3 separate regions of the Rattus norvegicus genome follow, and all the other regions are linked to region 2. A link is a contact called in public Hi-C data. All regions are on one chromosome and are shown on one strand. The core of a region is the stretch at or near the end of the contact, and the rest is flanking DNA. Distances in the headings are between cores, read along the strand shown.

What was found. A called contact is a pair of places that touch in the nucleus more often than the background predicts.
Region 1: a Hi-C map of liver shows a contact between it and region 2, with 7 times the contacts expected there. The contact joins two enhancer-like sites. A contact is called at or near these places in 9 of 12 Hi-C or Micro-C datasets (the A7r5 cell line, the Rat2 cell line, frontal cortex and 5 more).
Region 3: a Hi-C map of liver shows a contact between it and region 2, with 4 times the contacts expected there. The contact joins two enhancer-like sites. A contact is called at or near these places in 4 of 12 Hi-C or Micro-C datasets (Schwann cells, frontal cortex and liver).

The regions. Positions count from the first base shown.
Region 1 is chr1:164,826,790-164,831,308 of GRCr8, reverse strand. It overlaps a transcript of Fchsd2 not described here. Among named protein-coding and RNA genes, the nearest start is that of Fchsd2, 42 kb to the left of the region's middle. Within about 2 kb of position 2,193, at least 3 of the 93 cell types and tissues checked have an H3K27ac peak or open chromatin away from gene starts, as enhancers often do. A contact at or near this core is called in liver, where this site is marked.
Region 2 is chr1:165,189,912-165,194,373 of GRCr8, reverse strand. All of the region lies in intron 3 of Arap1 (ArfGAP with RhoGAP domain, ankyrin repeat and PH domain 1), which reads right to left. Among named protein-coding and RNA genes, the nearest start is that of Arap1, 31 kb to the right of the region's middle. Within about 2 kb of position 2,748, at least 70 of the 93 cell types and tissues checked have an H3K27ac peak or open chromatin away from gene starts, as enhancers often do. A contact at or near this core is called in liver, where this site is marked.
Region 3 is chr1:164,753,471-164,757,577 of GRCr8, reverse strand. No RefSeq gene overlaps it. Among named protein-coding and RNA genes, the nearest start is that of P2ry6, 23 kb to the right of the region's middle. Within about 2 kb of position 1,522, at least 30 of the 93 cell types and tissues checked have an H3K27ac peak or open chromatin away from gene starts, as enhancers often do. A contact at or near this core is called in liver, where this site is marked.

The DNA of each region.
Region 1 (4,519 bases), core at 944-3,443, 360 kb after region 2:
CCTGGCACTGCATCTGAGTACCTAGGAATCCAGCCATCTGCAGGCATCTGCCTATGTGCTTAGGCCCAGGAATCGTGTAGGGAGGGCTTTGGGCCACAAAGGAACCAGGGACTGTCAAGGCTTTATCCATAGATCTGTAGCCCTGCTCCCCTCAGGATCTGCTTTGGACTAACATTAGCATTCCACCCCTGGAACCAAGAACTGCCCACTCTAAGGCCTCTTTGTTTCTGTTGGAAGGAGGTCCTGCTACAGCCCTATTGGGTCAGTGCTGGGAAGACTCAAAATAGGACAGAGATTGAAGGAACTTTTAAAGCGTCTGTATTTTGCCAAGCCCTAAAACTGGCCCTGGGGTTCAAGATGACTCAACCCCTCTCCCTAGGGACACTTGTGTGCTGATGAGTGTATAGACTGCTGTGGGCAATGGGGCTGGGCTTGAGGGTGACCAGAGGAACCCCTACTCTAGGAGGCGGCCACCTAGCCACACCTCCCTAGACTTTTTCTTATTTCCGAACAGATGGGGCAGCTTTGAGTTCTGAGTGCGGCCGAGAGTCTCCAGGAGGAGACTAAAGTGCAGATGGGGCTGGCCCTGATGGAGGTCCAGCGGGATAAACTAGGTTTCCCACTGGGGCAGCCCTCTCTCTGATTGAAGGCAGCAGCTGGGCATAGCCTTGTAATGATGTTTTCATGGGTCTACTTACTAGTCTGTCGCTGGCCCCCCAGGTGACTGATTGTGTGCACATATGGGTGTGACATTGTGACCAACCCAGCAGGGCCCTTCTTCCCTCTTATGCCAGAGCTTGGGACGCTTTAGTACTCTGGATACATCCCCTAGGACAAGGAACAGGCTAAATTTCTCTGTGCCTGTTATTCAATCTGCATTGCGTGTTTCTATAGAGCTTCTTTAAAGGGAGTTTCTCAGAGGCAGGAGGATGAGAGCATGTGCCCACAGTACTCACCATTATTCGGGGAACTCCTCTGACAAATGTCATTTTTGGGGGGACAGGGTGAAACAAGATCTCACTATGTGGTTCTGGCTGTCCTGGAACAAACATATGAGCCACGCTGGACCTCCCTCCCACGTGGTGGAAAAGGCATGTCCCCAAGTACCCAACATATTAAATGAAGTGAATGGGTTCCTAGTGGAGAAAATCCTAAGACTTCCACGGAGAAGCTTCTAGAGAGACTCTAAGACATTTAGTGTCAAGAAGAGCAACTGGGGTAGTCTCATGGGCTCTTTGGTCTTAGATAAGGTAAGGAAGTAGAGACCTAGAGACCGTGAGGGTGGAGTTCAGAAGTTCTGACAGGGAGTGGGCAAGGGCCGAGACACTTGCTATGAGCAAGCAGACTGAAGTCCAGACTCTACCTGGGAATATGACACCATGGGAACCTTGGAGCCCAGATCATCAGAGCCAAAGGGGCATCAGAGCCTGTTGCAGCTGCAGGGACGGGAAGATTGAAGCCTAAAAGGAGAAGGCCGTGTCTTAGGCCATTTGGTGCATCAATAGCAGGGACCAGCTTCAAGCTGGGGTCCTGCATCTCAAGATAGATCATTTCCCTGCTTGTTTTTTAATCACTGTGATAAACACAATCACAACGACCAAAGACAAGTTGTTGGGGAGGCAGAGGGTGGGGGGAGGGGAGCTTATTCCAGCCTATAGTCTCTAGTCTGCAATGAAGGCAAGTCAGGGCAGGAATACAAGGAACCTGGAGGCAGGAACTGAAGCAGAGGCCATGGAGGAACGTTGGTGTCCTTTGCCCCCCACAGCTTGCTCTGCCTGGATTCTTTTTGTAGTAGTTGTTCTGTTTGAGACATGGTCCCTCTATGTGGCTCTGGATGTCCTGAAACTCACAGATATCCCTGTGCCTCACCTCCTGAGTATTGGGATTAAAGGCATGGGCTACCAAACCAGATGTCCATCGCTTTCGGATACTGCCTGCACCCACCTGCCCAGGCGTGGCATGGCCTGCAGTGGACTAGGTCCTCCCACATCAATTGTCAATCTAGAAAATGCCCCCACAGAGCTGCCTAGAGGTTCCTTATTCTCAGATAACATGTGCCATGTTGACTGTGTGGTTCCTCTGTCTTATATTTCAAATAACAAACTGAATTGCAGAGAAAAGCAGGTCTTGACAGAGGACTCAGTCAGAGAGCCACAAAACCAGCCACCAGATCCAAGTGTCCTGACCCCTCAGCCCAGGGCTGCTCCCTCTGTATCATTGTCTCCTGGGGGAGAGGAAAGAGCAGTCCCATTTGCAGAGTCCTTATTATGCAACAAGGCTGTGACACATGGGCCTTTCTTATCTGAATAACCTCAAAGGCAATCACCTCAAAGGCAAATGTTTTTGCCCACATTAACAAATCAAAGAAAACAGGTTCAGAGAGGCAAAGCACCTTGTTATTGGCCACATAGAAAGTAGAGACTCAAGCCAATGTGTGTCCACATTCCACCTGTGCCCTTCTCTTTTCTCAAACTGTATTGAGTTGGGGCCCCTGAGTTGGTAATTGTAAAGGTGTATAGAGAGAGGAAACCAGGGGCAAACTCCAGCACCAGGCTCCAGCTGTCAACTTATGCCAACAACAAAGATCAACAAAAGTGACCTTGGGACAGCAGGCTGTACCTCCCACTGACGGCAGGATTTTTTTTTTCTTTCTGATGTACATTGATCCTCACCTGGCAATAAAGCCACGAAGAACAAACAGCTGGTAGCCAGGGTCCTGTTGACACCCGGTAGTTACAGGTTGGGCACTCTTGACTGAAACTTCAGTTCTGAAGACTATTTAAGATATGGGGTCCTGTCATGGCAGCTCAGAAGGTAAAGGTCTGTGTCATTAAGCCTGATGACCTGAGTTCCACCCAGGATCCACATGATAGAAAGAAAGAACCTACTCCTGAAAGTGGTCCTTTGACTTCTACATGGACACAGAAGCAAATGTGCACAAACACACACACCCCTACACAAATTAAAAAATAAAAAACCAAAAACAGAGAGACAGAGAGAGACAGACAGACAGACAGACAGACAGACAGACACACACACACACACACACACAGGGACACAGAGAGACAGACACACGGGGGGTGGGGGGGTGGGGGTAACTCTTTCTCTCCTAACATAGACAAGTTTTTTGGACTTCTGGTCTACCCAACAAAGGCTAGAAATCATGTCTATCTATGTATTCTCCAGCTGTACTCATTTGCCCTTGCTATCACATTCTTACTCCTTAGCTACAGAAGCAGTCCTCTGTGTGACTGGCCTTCTTACTCAAACCTGTGATAGCTCCATGGTTTCCTTCCACTGGGGCCCAAAGCCAATGTCCACATAGCCCTAGAACTAATAAGCCACAGACTTATTTATGCTGAAGGGATAATGACCATTTGACCTGCTTTGGATCTGCTCACCTGGGCCGAGCCTGTGGTCCTGACATTCCTAAGAAATGTGTCCAAAGTGCCAAAGAACAGCCAGCATGAGTCACCCACCGAGTTCTCTATGCTCTGCTATGCAACCTGACACAAAATCTACATCTGTGCATCTCATCATGTCCCTGTCCTCTCAGATCTCAACCCTTTTAAAACTGGATCCAAGTACAGCATCTTGTATTTCTCTTTTAATTTCCTTCTTCTAAGCAGTAGTAATTTGTGCAGGGCGTGGTGGCTCATACCTTCAATACCAGCACTTGGGAGGTCAGAACATAAAAATGAAAATTGTCACGAGTTTGAAGCCAGTCTGTGTTACGTAATAAGTTCCAGGACCAACAAATATAAGCCATTCGCAAGGCTATGATCAGTTTATCAGCAATCCCTCTAAGTATTGTCTCTTTTTATGCTTAAGGAAGTCTCTCTGTGTGTGTGTGTGTGTGTGTGTGTGTGTGTGTGTGTGTGTGTGTGTGTGTGTGTGTTGTTGTTGTTGTTGCTGCTGCTGCTGCTGCTGCTGCTGCTGCTTTGGTTTTTTGAAAATGGGTTTCTTCTTGTGTATCTCTGGTGTCCTAATAATTGTTCTGTAGACCAGTCTGACCTTGAACTCACAGAATCTTTGTGCCTCTGCCTCCTAACTGCTGAACTTAAAGGCCTGGGCCACCATTGCCAGGCCTACTTAAGTATTGTTTGTTCACATTTTGTTTTTGAGATCTACCCAAAGTTAAATGGTGCTGGTTAAAGAGCTGTGTGCATGCTAGACCATTCCTCTGTCAGCTGAGCTACAACCCCAGACCTCCTTTATGAATAAGACAGGGATAGCTGCAATAAAGGATCCTGTAGGGATCCTGACAGTTTTAGGGTCCCCAGCAACAACTGTTCAGGTGACCATGAGCCTTATCAGGGCAGGACTCTTGTCTTGAGGCAGGATTAATTCAAGGTTCAGAGAAGGGAACGTTGGGTGCAGTCCCCATGGTGCTCTGAAGGACTTCCTGCCCACTGTTTCAGAGGAGATTCAGAGCCCAGCACCCCAGCTGTGACAGTGCCATCGGGAAGCTGCAGGCTGTCTGGCCTTGCTTGGATAGATGTTTTCCTGAGGAAGAGGC
Region 2 (4,462 bases), core at 1,499-3,998:
GGTCCTCTGCAAGAGCAGTATGAATTCTTAACTTCTGAGCTAACTGCAGTCCCAAGCGGCAGTCTATAACCATATCCTTCAAAACCTTTGTATAAAGCATTCCTTTCACCGCAGACACTTGTCCCTGTCTAGCCTAACTCGTACTCTTCCCTGAGACATATATCCCACCTCCTCTTCCTCTACTGCGGACTTTCCATCATGCCTCAGGCTTCTTAGGGGCTTCTTTGGGACTCCCCCACCCTCTATACTACTTCTCTATCTTTAAGATTTATTTATATTTCAAGCGTAAGTGTGCACGTAAGTGCAACACCTGCATGCAGATGCCCACAGATGTCAGAAGAATCAGATGCCCCAGAACTGAAGTTATAAGTGTAGTGAGCCACTATGTAGGCTCTAGGAATCGAACCCAGGTCCTCTGGAAGAGCAGCCAGTGCTTCTCACAACTGAGCCGCCTCTCCAGACTACCTCCGTATTTCCAATCATTCTGCACGCTACATCCTTCCTTCGATGTTTGTTTCACTGCAATGACTTCAAAGGACAAAGGACCCAGAGCACATTTTACCCCAGAGTCAGAACTTTCCCCCTAAAATGTTCCAGGGACCTTAGAAGGACCCAGGCCAATCCTAGGACTTTCACCAGCACAGCTGCAAGACGAGGCCAGGCCCAGTGACCTGGGGACTCTGGCCTTTCCTGATGCCCCCTTCCAGTGGCAAACTTTCCCAGCTGCCCACTTCCTCCTCAACAGCTGGGTCCTGCACTCCTCACTTCCCCCATGTCACTTCTGTCCTTCCTCCTCCACCATGGGCTGCTGCACACCCTGGCTCTGTCCTACTCACTTCTGCCCAGGCCACAGTACACAAAGCTCTTATCAGGCCTCCTTTGTAGGAACAGAGGTCTGCAGCCTGCATGCCACTTGACACTTCTTCCTGGGCCAGGGGCTCCCCTTCCTAGGCACTACTGTGGGCCTGGCTTCTGCCAGAACGTTTTACATAAAATGACCCCAAACCATGGATCCCCCTTTTGCTTAAAACTCACTTCACCCTCCAGGAAATCCACCCAAATGTGGATTTCACCCTCTAGTTAACAGCCTGGTGGGCCTCCATACCACTCCAAGACCTGAGCCCCACAGACCAATCCTGTTGTGGTGGGCAAGAGGCAGGTAGCATCTGCTCTGTGTATTTCCTGGGTCTGACTCTACTGTCTCCCTGAGGACAAGAAGAGCAGGTCAGCCCATGGCGAGCTTTCAGACAGATCCATGACCCCTCCCCCACACTTCTGGTGACCAGTCCAAAGTAGAGGCCATAATATGTTCCCAGTGACCCAAGGGGTGCTGGGTTCATTAGGGATTCCTGATAACTGGAAGGAGGGGAGGGCAACCTCACACTCAGCATGCACCCACCAATCACCCAGACACCACGGGAGGAACCATACAAATGAAATGCCAGCCCTCTTTAGGTAGGTCCCTGTCACCTTGGGCTGGGGGTATGGGAATTTAGACACATAGCATTCTTGAACTTAACACACTAGCCTAAATTCCCTTGGGGAGCCAAGGGAATTGCCTTATGGTGCAGGAAAGTGGGAATGAATGCCAGAAGAGAGCAAGGAGCAGAGGACCCTCCTACACAAACACAAATGCACATGGACACACACACACACACACACACACACACACACACACACACACACACACTCACCCCAACAACAGTCTGTGGGGCAGGTCTGACAAAGGCTCAGAAAACAGGCATTTAGGATCACTAGGAAAGGCTGATGTGGAGACAACAGAGAGAAGGAAGGAGAAGGGGGACAGTGTTAGAAAAGAGCAGAACAAAACAAACAAACAAACAAAAAAAAAAAAAACAGGAGAAGCCGAGAAACGGTCCTGGAACTGTCTGAGCAAACCAAGGGAAAGCACAGCATCCTGGAAAAGCAGCTCAGAAAGTGACAGTCACACAAAGAGTGACTCATCCTCCAACCCTCCCACCTGCCCAACACCCTAGCCAGGGCTGCCCCTCACTCACCCTCAGAGGCCTGCTGAATCCTGTCTTGGGCCTGAGAACGCCTAAGGCTCCAGCCAGGTGGAGCAGTATGTGCCAGGGTGCCCTGTGTCTGCCGGTGGAAGCTTGTGTGGGCTCTGGCTGGTCCTGTGGCCAGAGCCCCTATTGTTGGCTGTGTCTGGGTCTGTTCCCTTGGATATGTGAGCCCCAGGTATGTCTATGTATACCTATGGGGAGTGTCTCTGAATGTGTGTAAATGTGTGTGTGTGTGAATATAATCATAAGTCTGTCCGGGAGGGAAAGAGATTGCGTGAGTGTATAAGTGTGTGTGAGTGTGTGTGTGTGTGTGTGTGTGTGTGTGTGTGTGTGTGTGTGTGTGTGTGTATCCAGCTCTGGTCTTTGCTTCCTGCTCTCTGCCTCTCTTACCCCCTCCCCGCCCCCCTTCAGCCTAGGCCAACACACTTCCTGAAAACACTGAGAGAGAAAGAGAGAAACGTCACCCATAATCCCCTGGGACAGATACTTCCTCCCCGCCCCTCAGGCCACGCCAGCACCAGCCAAAGTAAAATGGGGCAATTAGCCCTGTCAGCTGGTCCCCTGAGGCCTCACAGGGTACCAGTCCAGGAAGCCCTGATTCTGGCTAGCCCTTATATGAATCCTCCACCCTAACCTCCTGAAAGAGGCCCAAAGAGGCTGCAAAATAGGCTCCCTGAAGGGACAGTTTCTGCCCCAGCAACAGGTGATCAGTCTTCAGAAAGACCACGGATTGGCTGAGCGGCAAGGCATTCTGGGGCACTGAAGGGAAACCTTGCAAGGTGTGACTCCTGACAGTGGCTGGCCACTCTGGGCAAATACTTCCTTTCCCTCAAATACCTATAGGTATCCGAGTATCAGAGGAGGAAGCTGAGACCCACAGGGAGTTGGAAGGGGCTGTGTGGAGTGGCTCTGGGACCCTTGATCAGAAACAATCCCTCTGTGATCCAGAGAAGCAAGTCCTGAGGGTTTTGTCTCTGACATCTGAAGCTGAGTGGACAGGGCCAGGAGGCAGGATCTGAATGCTGGTTTCCTCTCTGGGGTGGAGTGGCTTTGGGCAAGTTTCCCTGCAGCCAATTCATAGGCATGGGCTGAAATAGTCAATGTTACAGATGCAGAGGTAAAGTGGGGTCTTCAGGATGTGTGTGAGCCTGCCTCTAAAAGCCCTCAGTTTGACCAGGCAGGAAGGAGGGAGCCCCATCTTTCCTTGTTTTCTGGTTTGCTTACAGCTTTTCTGTAGCCTAGAAGACTATCAGCCTCTTGCTTGTCACCATCCCCACAGATGGGATGACAGGAATTAAGGAGAAGGCTTTGGAGTGATGCGCTCAGGGTCCCTGAGCTCTATGGCCAGTCTGAACCTAGGCCTGCTCACATCATCTGAAGACGTCCAAGCTCAGCACCCACAGTGTGAAATCCCCTGGCATCACTGGCCTTTCCTCTCCATGACATGTCAAAGGGGCCTATTAGGTACTGCTTGCCAGGCGTTCAATAGTAAAGGAAACACTGACGAAGATCCCACAGCCCTAGGAGAGCTGACATTCTAATGGTGCCTGGCAGCATATGCACACACATATGTGCACAGTGACTCACACTTGACAGTACACAAACACTAAACGTGCCAATCTGCTTACCCAAACAGCATCTGCACACTATTAACAATGCGAACTGGCACTGCCAGCCCCACAGCAGCAATACGCTCAGGCTTGTGCATATGCCTACTCAGCCCGGGGGACCCGGATATACTGACCTGTCACCCGTACAGATCCCTGTACCTATTAGGACCAAGCATGGCCACCTGTAGAACCAACACAAATATGCACCACCCTGACAGCTGGCCAAATGTGCATATGTGTACCTACACATGTGTACAGACATGCAGACAGGCAAAACACCCATACACATAAAGTAAAAATTAAAAACAAAACAAAACAAAACCAGTGGCTGGAGAGATGGCTCAGAGAGCACTGAGTGCTTTTCCAGAGGTCCTGAGTTCAATTCCTAGTCAAATTCCCAGATGGTTCACAACCATACGATGCCCTCTTCTGGTATGTCTGAAGACAACGACAGTGTACTCATATACATATTTTTTAAAAAACCTAAAGCCTTTGTCTATCCATGAGCTGAGGACCGCAGATGCCTACGACTATCGAGGCCTCATCCCCAGGACAAAGGACGCCAGGCCTGGCACCACTTTGCCCTAAGGAATGGCCCCAAACTGTGCAAATCAAGATGTCTCTTTGCAACCTGTGGCTCCACATCCAGGAGTCAACAAACTGCAGATCCAAAAGTGTGCAGCAAACCCACATCTATCCTGAATACATGAGGCTTCTTTTCCTTGTCCCTATTCCCTGACAAATCCGGTATGGTAGTTATCTACAGACAATTCGCAGTGTATGTGGCACTGTAAGTAATGCCCAGAAGATTTGTAGTACAAG
Region 3 (4,107 bases), core at 273-2,772, 440 kb after region 2:
GCCTTGGCATCACAGTGAGTCTGGGGACCCCAGAACCTCTGCCGTAAGATAGGTTTTTTTTTTTCCATTTAAAAAATGTAAAGAACCGGGGTTGGGGATTTAGCTCAGTGGTAGAGCGCTTGCCTAGGAAGCGCAAGGCCCTGGGTTCGGTCCCCAGCTCCAAAAAAAAAAGAACCAAAAAAAAAAAAAATGTAAAGAACCATATAAACAATTTTGGTGACTTCTGAAGTTACACCTCAAAGGGTTGCCAAGAAATGAAAGTCAGACTATCGGGTGATCCTGAGGTACACGCATGCTGTTACAGCTGGTAGGGTAAAGTCCTATCAGGTCGAGTGGAAACTTCAGATGTTCTTTACATCTTGTTTGTGATATTCCCAGAAAATATCTGGGGAAGGAGAGCATGTACTCAGCCCTTAATCGTGGCTCATTGTGACTTTAACACTCACTCTTATCTGAAAATATCTCTACATCTCCATTACAAAAAAAAAACAAAACAAAACAAAAAAAAAAAACAAAAACAAAAAACCCTATTATCTCAGGGCTGGAGAGATGGCTCAGTGGTTAAGAGCACTGACTGCTCTTCCAGAGGCCCTGAGTTCCATTCCCAGCAACCACATGGTGGCTCACAGCCATCTGTAATGGGATCCGATGCCCTCTTCTGGTGTGTCTGAAGACAGCTACAGAGTACTCACATACATTAAATAAATAACTGAGTCTTTTTTTTTAAAATGTGCTGAGGGACCAGGTTGCCGTTGGGGGTAGAATAGCAATGAGAGAGGAGCAGATACCTAGAGATTGAAGGCACAGGTGGACAGCCATCTTGTGGGCATCAGAGTCTGACTTTAAACCCGGGAGCTGCCAGAGGTCAAACTAACACCAGGAGGTGGGACTGGGTACGTAGCCTCATTGGTGGAATGCTAGCCCCGTGTGCATGAAGCCCTAGGTTCAACCACCAGCACATACAAAGAGGGTAGGTGTTGGGATGGGGGATAGTAACAATGGCTGTGGTGGCCTGAATACGTTTGGCCCAGGGAGTGGCACTATTAGGAGGTGTGGCCTTGTTGCAGTAGGTGCGGTCTTGTGGGAGGAAGTGTGTCCCCGTGGTGGTGGGCTTTGAGGTTTGCTCTAATGGTCAGGCTTCACCCAGTGTAGAAGAGACCCTTCTCCTGGATGCCTGAGGAAGAGAATCCTCCTATGTTGCCTGTGGATCAAGAGGTAGAGCTCTCAGCTTCTTCTCCAGTACCACGTCTGCCTGAGTGCTGCCACACTTCCCACCACGATGGTAACGGACTGAACCTATGACACTGTAAGCCAGTCCCAATTAAATGTTGTTCTTTATAAGCGTGGCTGTGGTCATGGTATCATTCCACAGCAACGAAACCCAAGACAACAGCACATACCTATGATCCCAGCACACAGAGCCAGAAGGGTCAGAAGTTCAAAGTCACCCTTGGCTGCACAAAGCATTAGAGCCCAGCCTGGAATATTGAGGCCATGTGCCCTGCTCCCCACGAGAGAAAGGTTCAGCCGATAGGGCACCTGCCATTGAACCTGACAACCTGAGCTAGATCCCAGGGACCCATGGGAGGAGATGACAGATTCTGACTGTCCTCTGACTTACACACGCACGCACTGCACTCATAAATAAATAAATATAATAGTGATGATAGAGCTGGCAGAAGACAGGCTTGGGGGGGTGGCAGAAGAGATGAGAATGTGAACAGGATCTGGCTTTCTTCTCTCCTTTTCCTCCTCACTCCACACATTCCTCCAGCTTGCACTTCCTGTCCCCAGAATTCCTGGCAGCAAAGGGATGTGGGCGGAGGCAGTCGGAAGCCTAACTTCTACCCAGTTGTCAGTTCTTAGAGCTGTCTCTTGTTTCTCGGCTGGGCTTTGACGCTGCACTGCTGCCCCTTAGTGGTCAAGTCCTGCTGAGGCACAGGGAATGGAAAAGCGTCATCCACTGCGACCTACCTGGATGGATTCGTGACCTGTTTGGTAGTCAGGCTGTTGCTGGATAAGGGCAAGGGTGGGATAGGAAGGGTGGATTGAAACAGAGATCCAATCCTGCCAACTATGTGACGGTGGCTGCCTCTGCCTCTGCCATAGCATCTGCTTCCTAGCTCCCCGGCCGGGAAGGAGGTCATTCTGTTCTGGGCACTCATCTGCCTGTAGGAAAGCTCTACTCAGTGTTCAGTCACAGCCAAAGAAGGGTGCAGCCCAGACCAATATCCGGGCGGGACACTTTCTCTTTGTCTCATTCTAGCACAGCGCCCCTCACCAGACACCCCTCCTGTCTTGTTTTCTCAGTGTAGCTCCCAAAGCTGGATTCTATTCCATGGGAAGTGTGGCCGACAGAGCTGTCTTAGCCGGCGATGTTGGCCTTCAAATGGCAGAAGTTAGTCCTGTAACTTGGAGGCCCAAGCACAGCAGTAGGGCAAGAACATCTGACTGATGCAGAAGTGGAGCTGAAGTGTTGGTGCCTCGGACAGAGCAAGATGCACAGAGGTGATGAGCAAACCTGGGCTAGAGCTCCAGGCCGTCGTCCCTGTTCTCCCTGCTCACTGCTCCCCACAGCTTCCACCGACCCAAAGACAGACGGAAACCCTGTAAGGCCCACATCATATAGCACTGAGTCTGAGCCCCAGCTCTCACGTCCATGCACGTTAGGGTTAGGGTTAGGGTTAGGGTTAGGGTTAGGGTTAGGGTTAGGGTTTAGGGTTAGGGTTAGGGTTAGGGTTAGGGTTAGGGTTAGGGTTCTTTGCACCTGTGACATTTATACCTTGTTAATCACGTGACCGTAGGCATCTCCACTTCCTCATCATCGAAAAGGCAAAACTGTACTCAGCCCATAGTTTATCTCCACCCTCTGCCTCCTCCTGCTGGAATAGTTTCCAGAGAGAACATTGCCTGGTTTGTGGGTGCCGCACACCTATTTCCTGAATATTAATGAGTGAGTGAGTGAACGCCAAGTTTATAATGAGAAATGAATGAGAAATGAATGAATGAATGAATGAATGAATGCCCAGTTTACAATGAGGAATGAATGAGAAATGAATGAATGAATGAGTGAATGAATGAGTGAGTGCCCAGTTTACAATGAGGAATGAATGAGAAATGAATGAATGAATGAGTGAGTGAATGCCCAGTTTACAATGAGGAATGAATGAGAAATGAATGAATGAATGAATGAATGAATGAATGAGTGAGTGAGTGAGTGAATGCCCAATTTGCAATGAGGAATGAATGAGATAACATTGGACATGTTGACTACTTTCTGTTGTGACAAAACACCTTACAACAGCAATATAAGGGGGAAGGATACTCTGGCCCACATTTGAAGAGGGGACGCATCCATCATATCTGCAGTCACACAGCACAGAGATGAATGCTGGCACACAGCTTCCTTTCTCCTCTTCATCCAGTGTGAGAGCCCAGTCTGTGAGACAGTGACACTCACCTTCAACATGGATCTTCCCACCTCAGTTAGTCCTCTGCGGAAATGACCTCGAAGACACGCCCAGAGGTATGTCTCCTAAGTGATTCAGTCAGGTTAACAGGGTCAGCCATCACACTGGGTAAACTCCTGCAGTTTAACTAGCACCAGACAGGAGTCATTAGACATTAAAGCCCTCTTCACAAAGTAAAGTAAAAGAAACAGCTGTGTAGCACACAACTGTGGTCCCAGCACTGGGGAGGTGAAGGCAGGATAATCAGAAGTTGAAGCACATCCTTAGCTCACAGCAGAGTGTGAGGCTAGCCTGAGCTAAATGGAGCCAGTGTAAATGAAAAGATAAGGGCTGGACAGATGGCTGAGAGGTTAAGAGCACTGACTGCTCTTCCATAGGATCTGAGTTCAATTCCCAGCAACCACATGGTGGCTCACAACCATCTGTAAATGGGATCCGATGCCCTCTTCTGGTGTGTCTGAAGACAGCGACAGTGTGCTCATATACACAAAATAAATAAATTTTAAAAACTAAAAAAGAAAAGGGAGGAAACAAAATGGACATGAGCTAGCTCAGTGGGTAAAGGCACTCGTTGCTGAGCATGACAGTAGGAGACATCCCCACATCCATGTCGGGGAAACTGACAGCTGGAAGCTTG